Linked DNA regions of Gossypium hirsutum: region 2 is linked to region 1. Evidence: chromatin contacts called from public Hi-C data. All regions are on one chromosome and are shown on one strand. Each heading gives the region's core, a stretch centred on a gene start, on an enhancer-like site or on the middle of the called end of the contact. The rest is flanking DNA. Distances are from core to core; before and after follow the strand shown.

Region 1 (3,418 bases), core at 430-2,929:
TAATGATATTCAAAGTAACCCATGCAAAATGATAGGTTTCCAAATGGGAAAAAGGGAAGAGGGACGAGGTTATTGACTAGGCTGGGTTAAGATCAGTCTTTCTTCATCCAAGTCAAACCCAAAGCGGGCTTACCCTCTTACACAATTGGGTAAAAACAAATGCATTGTTTTGAAAAAGAACATAACAGCATAGAATCTAACATCTCTGATGGAAAGAAAAGAATAAAAACAGTACCATCTCCAGAATGGTAATGCGCCAGCTCTTGTGCTGTAGATGCTATTTTTCCAAGAACTTCATTCATCTAAATCACAGACACACAAAAAGAAGACCACTCCTTCGATGTTAAAGCAGATAAACAGTATCCTCCGAGAAGAAAGCAATGTAAATAAAAGGATAGCTTTTGATATTAAATTTTCATGTTAATCCTTTTATACTCGGTGCTGTGAAGCCATGTAATGCAGCATAAACAACTCAGAGAAATACCTTCCACCTCACTTTGATCAAATTTGAACATAATATGTTTCAAACATTTAAAGTAATGAGAGATTCCCTAGATTTACTTACCTGCAAGTTCCTTCCCGAGAGACTATCATCTATGGTTGTAAGGTGTCCATTAGCAGCAGATGTTGCTGCAACCCGTGCTCGTCTGCCTTGGATCAAAGCTGAAGCCTGACCTGTAAGCATGTCAAACTGAGACTGCAAATGCCTAAGTTGTTTCTGTAGCTCTAAAGCTTCAGCTTTATATGCTACAGTTGCATCCCTAAAGACAATTAAGAAATCCATCAGTATAACATGCACCATAATTAAAGAATTCTTTCGCTTCCTGGAGTACGCACATAGAATCCTCTCTAAAAAAGCTATATCAAGAATGATGCATTCAGGGTTGTCAGCTTAAGCTTGAGTTGTATTATGCTTAACCTCTTTAAATAACAGGGAAAAAAAAGGATGCTAAGGAAACAACAATAATGAGGCAATGTGAAGCATGTGTGCAGTGCAGAGAGAGAAAGTGAAAGAATACCTAATATCTTTTAATCCTTCTTCAGCTCCAAAAACCGCCTCCTGGTTGTCCCTCCTCGACGAGAAGGCCGAAATGCTATCATAAGCAAAGTCCAAGTCTTCCCCCTATTTCATTATAATAAACCGATATTAATGGCTAAGCCCGAAATTTGCAGAAAAAGAAGAGGAAATGAAGCAAAATTTACCTCCAACAGCTTCCCTTCTTGTACGATTTGCTCATACCTGCACAAATTGAAATTGATCCCGTCAATGATAACCTAAAAGGAGGTTTAATCTATCGATGCTTATTCCTAAAGAAAAAGGAGAAATAGAAAGGGAACTGACAGGGAGAGTTGGGAGAGGGAGAGGACATTGGAAGGGCGGAGGGAGGAGCAGATCCAGTCAAGGATGGGGCGGGTGTCGTCGTATTGGAAAGGCCATTCGAAGCTATCGGGGTCCAATTTCTCTGCCCCTTCGTATCCCAAATCCCCTAGTAATGTGCATAGTCTCGCCCCACTCATTTTCACTTCCTCTCTCACTCTCTCAGATCTTTATCTTCATTTCAAAAATGTTGTTAGTTTCAAACTTTCATTTTGTGAGAAACAGAGAGAAGGGTTGTTTTGGCGCCGGCCTCCCTGAAAATAATACATAAATTAAAATCCTATTAATAAAAATAAAATGAAAACCATTTTAGCCTGCAGGAAAGCATATTATTTTTTAATCTCCACTCGCATACTAATATTCAATATTTTATGAAACATATTATATTATTACTTTATAGAAATTTTAGAATAATTTTATAAGTGTTATAATTTTTAATAATTTAATTTTATCATTTCAATCAAACTTATATTTAATTTTTTAAAATTTATTGCATAATTATTAAACTTATATTTAATTTTATAACTGTATATTAGGTTGAATAATGTTGAATCTTACCAAAACCGTATTTGCGACTCTTGATATCTTAGGTAAGAATTCTTTGTCATGAGTATTAAAGGCCTAAGGAATACAATTTTAGAATATCAAAAGGCATCTAATCAAGATAACCAAAAAGCAAATGATTTTTATACCGCCTCCAAACATGTGAACGTTTAGAGTATAAATTGTGCAGATAAAAATATAAATATTTAAGTGCGGTATCTGCAAGCGTACATGTCAAATTATAATATAGATTTATGTTACAACAAAACATCATTAAATATTCCGAGGATTGTACGCAATGGATTGCATATTAGAGAAACTATTATTAAATTAATTATAGAAAATAATTACTAATCTAATCGAGTCACAAACTAGCAATGTGAATTTAAATTAATATTTTAATTAAACTAATTAAATTAATATACCTAAATTAACCTAATAGAATTTCCTATTCCTAGTGTTGACAATGCAAGCCTTTAGCCCAAGATCGATTAAATCTCTAATTATCTAATTAAATAATTAATTATCCTCGATTAAGTTATTTATCACCCTTAGCTAAGAATACCCTTCCAACCTCATATTCACTAAGGACTACCACCTAAGTTGCCATTCTAGTCTCTTCCTAGGCATACCAATACCCTATCGGTCTCACCGCTTGGCACAAGTTATACACGACAAGGTACTCTTCCAGTCTCACCTATCTAAATATTCTATTAGGAGGCGTCACTCCCTAATATACTAAGTACTCTTGAATAAATACCCAATTTCAGATCAATAATTACTTAACAGATAAATTAGTTTGTTAACCGAAACATGCAAGATATAAATAAAGTGCAAAAAATTATTCAAACATTCATACAAACGTTAATTGATCAGGTTAACAAAATATAAATAAAAGAAAGAGATAAGAGAATGCTTGTGAATATATATTGAAGCGTGGGCTCGAAGCAAACTCCGCTCGCAAATGTCTTCACTTCGGAATAGAGAAATTATGACTAAGCGAACATAAAAAAAAATACAAAGAAAACTGAATAGTAAAAACTGTCTGTCTAAGTCTGTACCCCCAATTTCGATGACCCTAAGGTTACTTATATAAGCTACAGGTTACTTGGTGCCTAGATACATTTAGATACTAATTAATACAAGATACTCTTAAAGTGCTAGGGTCTAAATATAGAAATATCCCAAGAGTGTTGTCCAAGGATTTAACTCATTTTTGCCTACCTTCGTCATGTCATCATGACATGGAAAGACTTATCGTCACGATGTGGCCACCATGAACTCATTCTGATAATCACCGCATCGTCATGACAATGGGAAGTTCCTCGTCACGACGTTAAGTGATTTTCTAGCCTTGGCAGCTTTGTTGATCTATCTTGCAACATGGGCTTCCTTGTATTGTGGCCCAACGATTATTCTTTGTATTCTTGGACCTGAATTGACATCCTACACACTTAATTACCTCATTAGTCACTCCCGATGCCCAAGTTGGCCTTC
Region 2 (3,083 bases), core at 368-2,867, 130 kb before region 1:
CTACATCAAGGAAAAGGACTAGAAAGAAGGGGGATGGCACCTTCAGCTAGTCTCAATTGATGCTATAAATCTCTGTAACAAGAGCCAAATAACCACAATGACAAGTATTATAAGTTGGCAACACCGCTAACACAATATTTTAATTGGTCTTGGATACAGACAAGATCAGGCAGATAGTAGAGCAGTACATGGAATACGCGATCAAGTTCAATTATTCTTCAAATCATGTTTGACAAACTCATGCTGAAATTCTTATTTTCAATAAACATTATAGTCATCTTACATCTTAAAATACACAATGAAAAGACATGAAAAAATATTTACAGTTCAAAAAACCAATTTTGGCATGTGATATAGCTTGCTCTTGGAGCCTGGTTAATTTATAACAAAGTCAAAAGTAAATAAAGCTTCATTTTTATACAGCATCCAAGTGAACAGCGAACAAATTCGAAACCTGAACTACTGCATCTAAAAGCTTACAACATCTATTTTGCAAAAGAGGTATTCTACACTTGAACCTTAAAAAATGTGACCAATGCACAATTAAAGTTGCTCTACCTTATCATCTTGGTCCTTTTCAGCAACTTGGATCATGTAATCTAGAGCCATCATGAACCCTGATTCCATTTCGTCAACCCTTTTCCCAATTACTCCTTGTGCAGCTAACTCAACTGCTACCTCCTCAGATGCCTCATCCATGTTCATATCTTCCAACTGAACCAACCATGCATATCAGATAGTCAAGACAGAGATGCAATTCGCTAATCACTACAGTCTTTGTGAAGATTGAAGAAGAGGGATTCAACTTTCTAAAGAATGATTCACAGAAAAGCCTGATCTGAAAATAAAAATTGGTTTATAATAGGATGCAAACAATACAAATATAAGTCACAGAGATGCTAGCTACTGCCTGGTACATAAAACAGGCAGCTAAAGTCCTAAGTCACAATTCAACTACTGTTGCAGCTTAATTGTGGGGTCTGTAGACATGTCTTGAAAGTTTTCATAAGCATATTAAAACTGCCAACTAGTGGTGTAAATTTGTGGGTATTAATGCCCTTAAAACCAGTATCCACCACAAATAAATTCAAGCATCCTTCAAAAGACAACCTCTTTAAAGGATAGCAGTAAGGAAAGAAGAATGGAGAGCTTACAAGGGTAATAATTTCTTCAAGAACAGAAATGACTTGGTCTCCTCCTTTGAGTAAAGCATCATACTGAGAAGAATCTAAGTTCTGACTGCCTTGAAGTTGCTGGGTCTGGGTTTTATAAGTTCGTTCAAGTTCTTCATCAGGATAGCCTCCACCAACTTCATAGCTGGAGGACACGCGGCAGAAGAATTGCTGCTTCGTTACCTTGAGTTGTTTTATTTGGCAATGGAAGTGGGGGGTAGAGAAGCTAAAGGGGACTGAGGTGGGGAAGAAGAGCGAAGGAAGATTTGGAGCGGAACAACTAGGGAAGGAGAAGAAGACACTGCTCTTCAACATTTTCTATCGTGGGGGGAAGGGGTTTGGGTTTTGGAGAAATACCAGAGGACAAAAAATAAAATAATACATATCCTAATTCAGGTTCTTATAAAAAGGTCAAATAAAATTATGAAAACAAAACGCCGTCTGTGGGAATCGAACCCACGACCACATGGTTAAAAGCCATGCGCTCTACCGGCTGAGCTAAGACGGCGTTGGGTTCTGAACGCATTTACACAAGTAACAGAAAGATAAATATGAATGTAAAGTCGTTTGGAAAGCGAAGAAACAAAAAGGGTCCATTGTTTTATAAGAACTCTCACTTTTTTCTTTTTTGTGTACAAGGGCAAAAAGTAAAGCACAAAAGCAGTACAATTAGTGCCATGGGATATTAGAACAACTAAGTATCGTTCTCTGTATAAGAAAGTCCATTGAGTGGTAACTTGTCTATATATGTAATCGGATATGCGTTTAAAGGGTGCAAATGTTTCCCATAAGTACTTTATCTTCCTATGCATCGTAGGCTGCCTAGCGATAATTGACATTTTGTGGGTAATTTGGAGAGATTCCAATTTCATCAGGAGGTGTTGTAAGAGGATAAATTTGTCGTGAAATTTGGAGTCCCTACGTAGGCACGTACTCATGATGGATGAGGTTGAAATTTCTGACCCTTCCAAGAAAGCTCATAGTTTGATTGACTAGAAAACATATGCCATCGTAGCATCTATTTCTATTCAATGAAGGTTCATCCTCAATGATTAGATAGTCTTTAGAAAGTCACCTAATAATTAGATTTGGTAGTAATTACTTATAATTATATTATAATTAGTAGGTTTTATTGAATTGGTTGTAATTGGAACACTTTAATTACACTCTTCAATTCTTAGAGAATTGTTGAGAATTGGGGTAATTAGGTAGGTAAATTATAAGCAAATATCATTACTTTATAATTTTTCAAATACACATGCATAATTTAAATTTAAGAAATTATTTTTATTTAAATTTTTGTAAAAAAAACATTTTATACTATAATAATATATTTTAATTTTAGAACATATATTTTATATTAAAATATAATTATATATCTATTATTGGATAAAAAAAGTTTTTCCATGAAACACGTCAAGCCAAATATTTCAATCAAATTTTGATCTAATAGCAAATTAAGTTTATGAAGACTATATTATAACATCTATATTATTTTTGTATGAAGACGTATATGAAAATTCTACAATAAAAGTTATAAAATCTTTATACACTTCATAAAATCCTTCTTATAAAGGCTATATACTCTTAGAGGACACATTGTTCATGGATTTAAAAGTGATGATGGTGCAAGTTTTTGGAGTAAATTTTCTCAAAATGATATGATAGATGATATATTGAATAGTGTTCATAAATTAGAAGACACAATTTTATATGATATGACGGAGTTTTCGATCATAATATAAGCTACAAAAAAGTGAATTAAGGTAATCAATAGAAAGGGAAAAGAATGTTTAATGGAATATCCGATTTTGAAATCTTATTTGAAAAGAAATAGGATTTCTATTGGAAGCAACCTGGCTAAATTCGTTGATAGATAGACAACAATTGTTTGAGGAACAAAGAGACTAC

Evidence for each region. Hi-C and Micro-C count contacts between places; a contact is called where the count stands out from the background.
Region 2: a Hi-C map of fibers shows a contact between it and region 1, with 1.9 times the contacts expected there. The contact joins the promoter of LOC107954656 here to the promoter of LOC107954653 in region 1. A contact is called at or near these places in 6 of 34 Hi-C or Micro-C datasets (callus, fibers, hypocotyl and 2 more).

What each region holds. Positions count from the first base shown.
Region 1 is chrD07:32,885,529-32,888,946 of Gossypium_hirsutum_v2.1, reverse strand. LOC107954653 (AUGMIN subunit 3) reads right to left here and starts at 1,679. Exons shown (of 18, transcript XM_016890274.2): 1 at 1,343-1,679; 2 at 1,204-1,240; 3 at 1,020-1,123; 4 at 566-761; 5 at 236-302. The coding sequence starts at 1,518.
Region 2 is chrD07:33,015,765-33,018,847 of Gossypium_hirsutum_v2.1, reverse strand. LOC107954656 (protein PEP-RELATED DEVELOPMENT ARRESTED 1, chloroplastic) reads right to left here and starts at 1,617. Exons shown (of 8, transcript XM_016890280.2): 1 at 1,155-1,617; 2 at 559-714. The coding sequence starts at 1,487. TRNAK-UUU (transfer RNA lysine (anticodon UUU)) reads right to left here and starts at 1,680; the gene lies at 1,608-1,680.